Regions from separate parts of the Oryctolagus cuniculus genome. Here region 2 is linked to region 1. The links are chromatin contacts, called in public Hi-C maps. All regions are on one chromosome and are shown on one strand. Each heading gives the region's core, a stretch centred on a gene start, on an enhancer-like site or on the middle of the called end of the contact. The rest is flanking DNA. Distances are from core to core; before and after follow the strand shown.

What was found. Hi-C and Micro-C count contacts between places; a contact is called where the count stands out from the background.
Region 2: a Hi-C map of an unstated tissue shows a contact between it and region 1, with 2.8 times the contacts expected there. The contact joins the promoter of RFTN1 here to the enhancer-like site in region 1. A contact is called at or near these places in 4 of 6 Hi-C or Micro-C datasets (ear pinna, psoas muscle, skin fibroblasts and 1 more).

What each region holds. Positions count from the first base shown.
Region 1 is chr4:151,854,679-151,860,066 of mOryCun1.1, forward strand. All of the region lies in intron 5 of OXNAD1 (oxidoreductase NAD binding domain containing 1), which reads left to right. Among named protein-coding and RNA genes, the nearest start is that of OXNAD1, 32 kb to the left of the region's middle. Within about 2 kb of position 3,188, at least 1 of the 8 cell types and tissues checked has an H3K27ac peak or open chromatin away from gene starts, as enhancers often do.
Region 2 is chr4:152,118,578-152,123,577 of mOryCun1.1, forward strand. RFTN1 (raftlin, lipid raft linker 1) reads right to left here and starts at 3,328. Exons shown (of 10, transcript XM_002716182.5): 1 at 3,153-3,328.

The DNA.
Region 1 (5,388 bases), core at 1,938-4,437:
ACGGCTGTGTCCTGCCCGGTTCACACCCATGTGATGGTGTAGCAGCTCTGGCTCACATGAGCACGTGTAGGAAATGTCGAGCGCTCTGCATCTTTGTGCAGTCCATGTCTGTGCGCACTCTGTGTCTTTAAGACTCGGATTAAGTAGCATCTCCTCCGTCCTCCCTCCTTAGTCCTCCGCTCCTGATCTAATGGAGGATTCCTGCTTCTGCCCAGCTCTCCAGTACCCCAAGCAGATTCCCTCATAGCCCCTCGAATTGTATTTCTTTGTCACTTTCCTCCCAGTGGCGTGGGCTTACTGAGGGGTAGACAGGTGCTGTGGCAGCATCTGCACGAGTGAAGGAGCGAGGGGCTCAGCACTGCGGCAGAGGGTGGAGAGCTTCGGCAGCTCACCGTGAGGCATCATCACTCGGCCATGGTTTGCATGCCCACTGCGTGCTGGCCCTGGACAGTGCTGCCTGGTGTTCAGAGTGTGTTGCTCTGCTGCACACCCAGCCGCCTCTTCTCAGTTCTGTGTGGACTCAGCTGGCTTCAGGAGTGCCAGTCTTACAAAGGTCATTTTTAAAGTTGTGTGCTTAAAGCTTAATTCTGTCTTGGACAGAAGTTTTAAAACTTTGTTTTTTTAAAGATTTATTTATTTAAAAGTCAGAGTTACAGAGAAAGGTAGAGATAGAGAGGTCGTCCATCCACTGGTTTACTCCCCAGATGGCTGCAATGCCCGGAGCTATGCTGATCCAAAGCCAGGAGCCAGGAATTTCCTCCGGGTCTCCCACTTGGGTGCAGGGGCCCAAGGACTTGGGCCATCTTCTGCTGCTTTCCCAGGCCATAGCAGAGAGCTGGATAAGAAGAGCAGCCCGGGACTAGAACTGGCGCCCATATGGGATGCTGGTGCTTCAGGCCAGGGCATTAACCCGCTGCACCAGAGCACCGGCCCCAAATTTTTAAAACTTTTAATTCACTTATTTTCATTTTTTTTAATTTGAGAGGCAGGAGAGAGTCAGACAGACTGACACATCTTTCATGTGCTGTTTTCCCCCACCAAATACCTACAACAGCCAGCGCTGCGCCAGGCTACAGCCAGGAGCCCAGATCTCAATCCACGTCTCCCATGTGGTTTTTAGGGTCCAAAAGTACTTGAGCATCATCTGCTGTCTTCCCAGCTGCACATTAGCAGGAAGCTGGATCCAGAGTGGACCCAGGACTTGAACCAGACACTCCAGTATGGGATGGGCTGTCCCAAGTTGGTGTCCTAACTGCTGGGTCAGATGCCACCCTTCTGACAGATTTTGATGAAATATGTATTGTGCATACTTTCTTAAAGCCATTCAGATGGAATTTTTACATAATTTGGATTCTTTATCTTTTAATGGAGATGTCCTTTTTTCTGAAGATATCTTTCCTAGAGAACAAGGTTTGCTTCTGCTCACATCTTTATCAACTTGGAGCAGCAGAGGGCGCCATAGTTCAGCAGATGCAGCAAAAGCTCATTGATGGATTTATTATTTAAAAATGGAATAGTGGAGATTCTGCCTACCTCCTGTCTGCCAGCATCTACTACTGGGCTAATAAATGCAAACTATTGTCTTTTAAATGTTCGGCTGAAACGAGAAGGAAGTTAAAGTATTTCCACAAAAGAGTTGAGTGACAATGGGTAGGTGAAGGCTGAGGACTTTAGGGGAGCATTTCCAATCCAGCCTGGTTTTTTTAAGACTGTTAAAAATGACCGAATATTTAAAGCCATAGATTAGATGAGGTCTTTTAAGGTCATAGATTCAGTCGGTAAAGAACACCCTGTTTTTCATGAAAGCCTGCGTGTGGGAAACAACCATGGGAAGATGATCCTGGCTTCTGATGGCTGGGAAACACCTGGGTTGGATGTTTAAGTTTCCCAGACGTACAGCAGGTGAGAGTTTTGTTTTTCCAGGTACTAATACATTTTTCTTTCCTTGGTAAGTGACAAGATTTATTGTAATTTCTAGAATCACCACCACAAAAGGGTTCCTGTGGCATAGAATTGTTGAAGGTTTGAAATTCATGAGGTCTTAGGGGTGTGGTGGGAAGAAAAGAAAAGGCTTTGGAAATCAGAAGTCCCCGTCAGCTGGTTTAATTGGCAAATGCCTGTGAAGGAGTTTTTGTTGTCTCCTCCTCCCTCCCCCCCTTTTAAAACAGTAGTTTACTAAGATAGAATTCACATATAAAATTCATGCATTTAAAGTGTACAGTGAAGTGATCTTCTAGTGCGTTCAGAGATGTGCAGTCATTGGCACACTCAGATTATAAAATGCTTTTGTCATCCCATAAGGAAACCTTGTGCTGTTTTACCATTCATTCATTCTCTGGCCTCCTGGCCTCCTGAGACAACCTCTCATGCACACTCTGTCTCAAGGTGTGCCTCTCCTGGACCTTTCTCTGTATACACACATTAGTGTTAACTTGTATTTTTATAATATCCTACAAAGGTTGTATACGTTTTTGGATTAACATATAATCATTGTACATATTTAGGGCAACTGTAGTATTTCAAGACATTCATGCAGCATGTATCAATCAAATCACAGTAATTAGCATTTCATTTCCTTATCATTGCTTTCTGTTTGGTGCCTTCAGGTTCCATTCCTTGTAAAATATATATTAGGTTGTGGTAAGCTATAATCACCTCCACTGTGCTGTGGACCACTGGAACATACTTCCTTTTATCTCACTATTTTGATACCCTTTATCCAAACAAACTCCTTGTAATCCTTTTACATTCAGTTCAACATTGGGTTTGGTTGATTGGTTTTTTAAGCATCTTCATTTGAGAGAGAATGTATGGTGTGTGTCTCTTTGTGCCTGGCTTATTTCACTTACATAATGTTATTCTGGCCATTTCCTGTCAGTGGTGTTGTGTGTGTGTGTGTGTGTGTGTGTGTGTGACTGGCTCCTTTCCCTTAGCGTGATTTCAAGGCTCATCTGTATTGTACCATATGTTAGTGATTCATTCCTTTGTGTGGCTATACCACATTCGTCAGCTGATGGACATTCAGATTGCTTCCTCTTTTGGGCCACCATGAATAACGGTGCCATGGATGTTTGTGTAGTTTTTGAGCAGACATAGATTTTCATTTCTCTTAAGTGTAAAGCCAGGAAGGGAACTGTTGGATCAGATGGTAACTCTGTGTGACATTTGTAGGCACTGCCAACTGTTTTCTATACTGACTGTATCATACACTCCCACCAGCAATGTGGAAAGGGTTCCAATTCCTTCCGATTCTCCCTTACACTTGGCTATTTGTCTTTTTGATTATAGCCATCCTAGTGGGTGTGAAATGATAGCTCATTATGGTTTTGATTTACATTTCCCTACTGACTAACTATGCTGAACATCTTTTCATGTGCTTATGAGCCACTTATATACCTTCTTTGAAGAAATGTTAATTAAAATCCTTTGTCTGTTTTTATTTGGGTTATCTTTCTATTACAATCTGAATACAAGTCCCTTAATAGAGGCATTATTTGGAAATATTTTCTCTCATTCTGTAGGTTTTCCTTTAACTTTCTTGATGGTATCATTTGTAGCACACAGTTTTTGATCTTGGTGAAGTCTATTTTGTTAGGTGTTTTTTTTTCCCCTTGTGGTTTGGTATCATAGCTAAGAAACCATTGGCATAAATATATACTCTTGTGTTTTCTCCTAAGAGTTTATCATTTTGGCTCTTATATTTAAGCTTATACCCCATTTTGACTTAGTTCTTGTATATGGTATCAGGTAGAAGTCCAACTTGATTGTTTTCATGTGGATATCTACTGATCCCAGTACCACTTGTTGAGTAGGTTATTCTTTTACCATTGAATTTTCTTGGCATCCTTGTCCAAAATCAGTTGGTTATAAATTAAAGGGTTTATTTTTGGATTCTTAATTCCTTTCCATTGATGTACATGTTTATTGTTAGGTAGTATTACAATGCCTTCATTATAGTAACTTTTTGAAATCAGGAAATATAAGTCCTCCAAACTTATTCTTTTCCAGATTATTTTGATGATTCTGGTTCCTTGAATTTCCATATGAATTTTGCAATCAACTTGTCAATTTCTGCAGAGAAACCAGCTAGAGTTTGGTTGGTGTATTACATTGAATTTGGAGAGTGTTGCCATTTTAACAATATAGTCTTCTAACCCGTGAACTTGGAATATCATCCTATTTATTTAGATCTTTAATTTTTTCAAGAAAAAGATTTGTTTATTCGAAAGGCAGAGTTATAAAGTGAAAGAAAATAAAAGAGAAAGATTTTCCATATACTGATTCATTCCCCAAATGGCTACAGTGGCTGGGGCTGGGCCAGGCCAAGGCCAGGAGCCAGAAGCTTTATCCTGGTCTCCCACATGGGCCCAAGCACTTGGACCATCCTCCACTGCTTTTCCCAGGTCATTAACAGGGAGCTGGATCCAAAGTGGAGCAGCCAGGACTTGAATTAGTGCCCATGTGGGGTCCTGGGATTGTAGGCAGCAGCTTAACCCACTGCACAACACTGGCCCAATTTTTTTCAACTATGTTTTGTATTTTTAATGTACAAGTCATATACTTATTTTGTTAAATTTAAGAGGCCAGCGCTGTGGTGTAGCAGGTAAAGCTGCTGCCTACAGTACTGGCATCCCATATGGGTGCCAGTTTGAGTCCTGGCTGCTCCACTTCCAGTCTAGCTCTCTGCCTTGACCTGGGAAAGCAGTAAAAGATGGCCCAAGTCCTTGGGCCCCTGCACCCATATGGGAGATCTGAAAGAAGCTCCTGGCTCCTGCCTTCAGATTTGCACAGCTCCAGCCATTGCAGCCATTTGGGGAGTGAACCAGTGGATGGAATACCACCCACCTCCTCTCTCCCTCTGCCTCTCTGTAACTCTGCCTTTCAAATAAATAATTTAAAAAATTATTTCCCATTATTCTTTTTTATACTGTTATTAACAGAATTGTTTTTCTAAGCTTCACCTTTGGAATATTTCTAGTGTAGTTGATTTTTGTATATTGATCTAATATCCTTCAACTTTATTTGAACTTGTTGTTCAAGGTGAACTCCCTGGGATTTTCTGTGTGCAAGACTATCTTGTCATCAACTTTCTCCTCCCCAGTCTGGATGCCTCTTATTTCATTTTCTTATTTGCGTTGGCTAGAACTTCTAGTGCGATGGTAAGTGGAAGTGATGAGAGTAGACGTCTTTTGCCTGTTTCTGTTCTTCAGGGAGGAAGTTTTAGCCTGTCACTATTACAGCATTAGTGCTGGGCCTTTAGTAGATGCCCTTTGTCAGGTTGAGGATGTTCCCATTTATTTTCCTAGTGTGTTGAGTGATTTTGGTATAAAACGGTGTTTTTGTCAAATACCCTTTTTGCAACTATTGAGATAATCGTGTGGGTTTTAT
Region 2 (5,000 bases), core at 2,078-4,577, 260 kb after region 1:
CTGTCCACTCTGTCAAAAAATAAATAAATAAAAAATTAAAAAAAGATTATCTCTCTCTCCCTCTATGTGTGTGTTTGTGTGTGTGTGTGTAACTCCCCCATTCAAATAAATAATCCTTAAAAACAATGTGGCTGGCACTGTGGCACAATGGGTTAACGCCCTGGCCTGAAGTGCTGGCATTCTCTATGGGAGCTGGTTTGAGACCCAACTGCTCCACTTCCAATCCAGCTCTCTGCTGTGGCCTGGGAAAGCAACAGAAGATGGCCCAAGTCCTTGGGCCTCTGAACCTGCATGGGAGACCAAGAGAAGACTCCTGGCTTCAGATTGGCACAGCTCCGGCCGTTGCGGCCAATTGGGGAGTGAACCATTGGATGGAAAACCTCTCTCTCTCTCTCTTTTTTTTTTTTTCTCTCTCTCTGCCTCTCCTCTCTCTGTGTAACTCTGACTTTCAAATAAATAAATAAATCTTTTTTTAAAACGGGATGGGGGAAAGGTAGCATCACAGTGCTCTCTCCTTACTCTATCACATTAGAAATTCAGCAAGGTTGGGGCCAGTGCTGTGGCACAGCAGGTTAAACCACCACCTGCAGTGCCGGCATCCCATACGGGCGCTGGTTCGAGTCCCGGCTGCTCCACTTCCGATCCAATTCTCCACTAATGCACCTGGGAAAGCAGTAGAAGATGCCCCAAGTCCTTGGGCCCCTGCACTCGTGCGGGAGACCCGGAAGAAGCTCCTGGCTCCTGCTTCAGCCTGTCCCAGCACCGGTCATTGTGTCCAACTGGGGAGTGAACCAGCGGATGGAAGACTCCTCCATCTAGCTATGCCTTTCAAATAAATAAATGTCAAAAAAAAAAAAAAATCAGCAAGGCACCCAGGCCCACCAAGCCATGGGCCGTCCTGGTTTCAATCCTACTGGAGCTTTACAGGAACTCCCATCACTCATGCCAAAGATTTTCTGCCTGTTTCCCTACAGACAAAGCGGTTACTTGAATGTAAGCCAAAAATTCCCGCTCAAGAGGGAGACAGAACTCCCTGACTCGGATTCCCAATTTATTCTTTCAATCCCTGCACCAAATTTATTAGCTAACTGCACAGCACTCCATTTCCCTTTGCCCCACGCCCATGCAGCCAAAAAACAAACAAAGAAAACCCAGGCCAGACACTTGATCCACAAATGCAGCCAGAGGCTACGGGGGGCTTGAATTCCTCGGGGCAGGCCAGAAGCCCCGCGGAGGGCAAAAACAGAGGATGCAGAGCTCAGGCCGAGGTTAGAGTGACTTCATGAGGTTAGCGCACAGGCACGGAGAAGCCCGGACAGCTTGTTGCTGGAGCCGGCTGTAGGGTTTAAGTGACATCTGGGGTCACTTGAACTTGGTGGGGATTCAGCTGCTCAGAGGTACCAATGAGGAATGCGCCGGCCCTGCCCCCAGTCTCTCACATTACACGCGGCTTCCTTCCCCGCCCGGCCCCACTTATCCTGGGATGACACTCGCTGGCCGGCCCGGGCTGCCCAGCACCTGGGAACCCCGGAACTCAGTGCCGACCAGGGGCCGCTGCTGGGCACCGGGGCGGCCACTCGCGGAGCTCTGTCTCGGACTTTTTTATTATTTAAAAAGCACTTTCCTCGGAACAAACTCGCTGACACCACCCAGCGTCCCCGAGGACCACACAGGGCGGCCGAGCGCGAGCACCAGGGAGCGCGCCCGGGGCTGGCATGAGCAGCGGCCTCCGCCGGTTTCTCCCCGAGGCGAAGGGCAGCAGCCCCAGCCCCGGGACGCGCCGAGCGCGCCACGGTCAAGTGAGCCTCCGAAACAGACGTCCCCCTCCTCCCCGCAGCCGCCCACCCAGCCTGGAGAGCCCTGAGCCCGGCAAAGTGGGTTGGGGTGAGGGGAGAAAAAAAAATCCCCTGCAGCCAGGGAGACGTTGCCTCTGGCGCCGGGGACTCCCGGCGAGCCGGGTCTCTTCCCCCGAGCGCGTGGCGCGTGTGCGCCCGCCCACTCCGTACCCCTGCCCGGGAGCGAACTGCACCCGGGCGCACGCAGAGAGGCGGCCCGGGTGCCCTCTCCACCCTGCGCTCCGGCAGCCTGGACTCCGTGTCCCGCTCCCGCCCGATCTCAGCCGAGGACCAGGGCGGCAGCGTGTCCCAGACCCACCTGTAGCCTCAAAGCTCCCCCTCCACGACCCTTCTGGGTGCCCTGAACCGCAGAGCCCACGACCCCACAGGCTGCTCCGGGAAGCCTCTCCCCGCGCCGCGCCAGGGATTCACACCCACCTCACCTCCCGAAAGAAAGTTGGCCCAAGGACACCACCCCCCCCGCGACCACACATGGGCCCTTCCCCGTGTCCGGCTAGCGCCGGGGGATCCTCCCGCCGCTCCGGCGCCCAGGCACAGGTCACCTGCAGGGGTCGGGGAGCGCCACGCGGACTCGACCGGCCGGCCGGGCACCGGGTCTGCGAGGCCGCAAGGAGGGCTCCGCGCCCGCCGACACCCCCCACCTACCTTTCGGGGACCGGCCGCGGAGAAGGCGCGGGCGCGGGCTCCCCGAGATTGCGCGCGGCGTCCCGGGAGCAAAGTTTGCGCGGTGCACAGGCGGCGGCGCGGGAGGGCGTGGGCGCCGGGGCGGGGCCGGGCGGCGGCGGCGGCGTCCGTCCCTCCGGCGATCAGCGCGTCGGTCCCGGCCCGGAGCCCGCGGCTGCCGCGCTCCCGCGCTCGCTGCGCCCCGCGCCCCGCGCCCGGCGCGCTCCGGCTCCAGCCCCGCCGCGCCCCCGCCGCCGCGCGCCCGCCCGCCCGCTACACTTCCTCTTCCTCTGAACTCATGGGCGAAATATGCGTCGCGGCGTCTTCGGGGGAGCCGCGCGGCCTCAGCAGCCCTCGCCCTCTGCGACCCGCGCCGCCAGCAACCCGCGAATCCGAGGAGCACAGACCCTCCCTCCTCGCCCCTGCTAACCCAGCGTGTGCGCGGCCTGGGGAGCGCAGCCGGGATGCCATCCAGGGGCCGGGGGCTGGGGTGTAACGAGAGGACCCGTCTCCGCCCGTTCCACAGGTGGCAGCCTCCCGGGCGTCGCGAATTACTCCTCGGGAGTTAGCGATGCTCGTCACACCCTCTCGTGCCTACCTCACTTGGGCAGCGGTTTGAAAAACCAATCTTACCTGGCAACTTGGGGCCGACCTAGAAGATGGTCTAAAGAAAGCCGCGCGTCCGGGCTGCCTTAGCCTGGTGAAAATGGGCGGCGGCGAGCCCGCGATGAGGGACTTTCCTTGTTGGAACTGTTTTCCACAACAGCACGCTTGTGGTGCAGGGCGGAGAGGCGGCACCTAGTCCCAAATGGTCAGTGCGGGAAGACTTCCCCGCTGCTGTACCTGGTGACGGTACGGGACCGGAGTGGGGACCTGCTGCCCTGGGCCTCTTCCTCCCGGGTTCCTGTGTGGGACCGTGTTTGGGTGGCAATCTGTCAGCGTCGTCATCGGGGCCCTGGCACAAGGAGGCTGCAGCCATCTAGCGAACCATGTCCATTTTCTGCTTGTGCGAAGAAGGGTCCTGAGACATGCTCCCCTCCCCCCGCCCCCGCCAGGGAGGGCTGATGGAGGCCCCAGGGGTGTTACAAGGAGGTCCTTTTGGTGCTAATAACCCCACACCCAGGGCAACGGAGGGGTCTTTGGTTTCCAGAAACTTGGCACCAGAGCGCACAGATTTTCTTCTTCCTTGTTTTTCTGTGGCCGTTTTGGTTCTGTTTTCCTGCCCCTCTCCCACCCCCCACTTTGTTTCCTGGGTTCCCCCTCCCCGCCCCCCACCTCCTGTCTTGGTGTCAGCACCGCACCACCATCACGTTTCTCTCCCCCTCCCGGGGGGGGGGGGGTAACAAGACAAGGCTAGCTACCCGCCCCGCGCAGGTTCAGCTGGGAGTCTGTGCAGCGGTGCCACTGATGGTCTTGCACACCCACCAGGAAGCCACAGACAGAGAAGGGTCTTTGTGTTGTGTAAGGGCCCCAGGCCCTGAGCGACTTAGGCCCACCTGAAACTGTCCTTCGAGGGTCCCCACACTGGGGAAAGAAATTAACCTTTACAAGTGTTAACCAGACTTCACAAGTGTGTGTGTGTGCTTCTCAAAGTTAAAAAAAAAATAATAACTAAATAAGATAGAGAAAAGGGGGAGGTGGCTTGCAGGATAAGCTGGTGGCTGTTGGGGGAGGTGGTTAATTTCCTTTAAGCAAATCATTTCCACCTGATCGGGTTTGCACCGAGTTGTTTTCTTGTTTGGAACACCGGGTCCTGGAGGTTAATAAGCTATCCTGATTGTTTCCATTTTCTTGTGCTCAGTATCCTCCTGAGTACTGACGGCCTGGAGATGTCTTAGATGACTTCGCCTGTTTGGGTTTGGCTTGCCGAGGCTTTCTCAAGCTCCTGGATGTGCTGATGCTTCCAACCTAACACATAGTAGGTGTTCAAAAAATAAATATACTGATAGGAGGGGTAGGTGAGTCATTAGCATCCTGATACCTTTTTTAAAGGTTGCTTGGTTGGTTTGAAAAACAAAGCAACAAAGAGAGGGGAAGAGACCACAAGAGACAAAGAAATCTCCCAGGGGCTGGCCTGTAGCAATAGTAGGTTAGGCCATGGCCTGTGGTGCCAGGGGCGCTGGTATCCTATGTAAGTTTCAATTCCTGCTGATGGCCTGGAAAGCAGTGGAAGATGGCCTAAGTGCTTGGGCCCCTGCACCTGCATGGGAGACTCGGAAGAAGCTCCTGGATCCTGGCTTTGGACTGGTCCAGCTCCACCCATTGTAGCCATCTGGGGAGAGAACCAGTGGATAGAAGACCTCTCTCTGTGTCTCTTCCTCTCTCTCTCTCTCTCTCTCTCTCTGTAACTCTGCCTCTCAAATAAATAAATAAATCTTTAAAAAGAGAGAGAGAAAAATTGTCCATCAGCTGGTTCACTTCCTGAATACCCATAACAGCCAGGGCTGGGCCAGGCTTTGAAGCCAGGAGCCCAGAACTCCA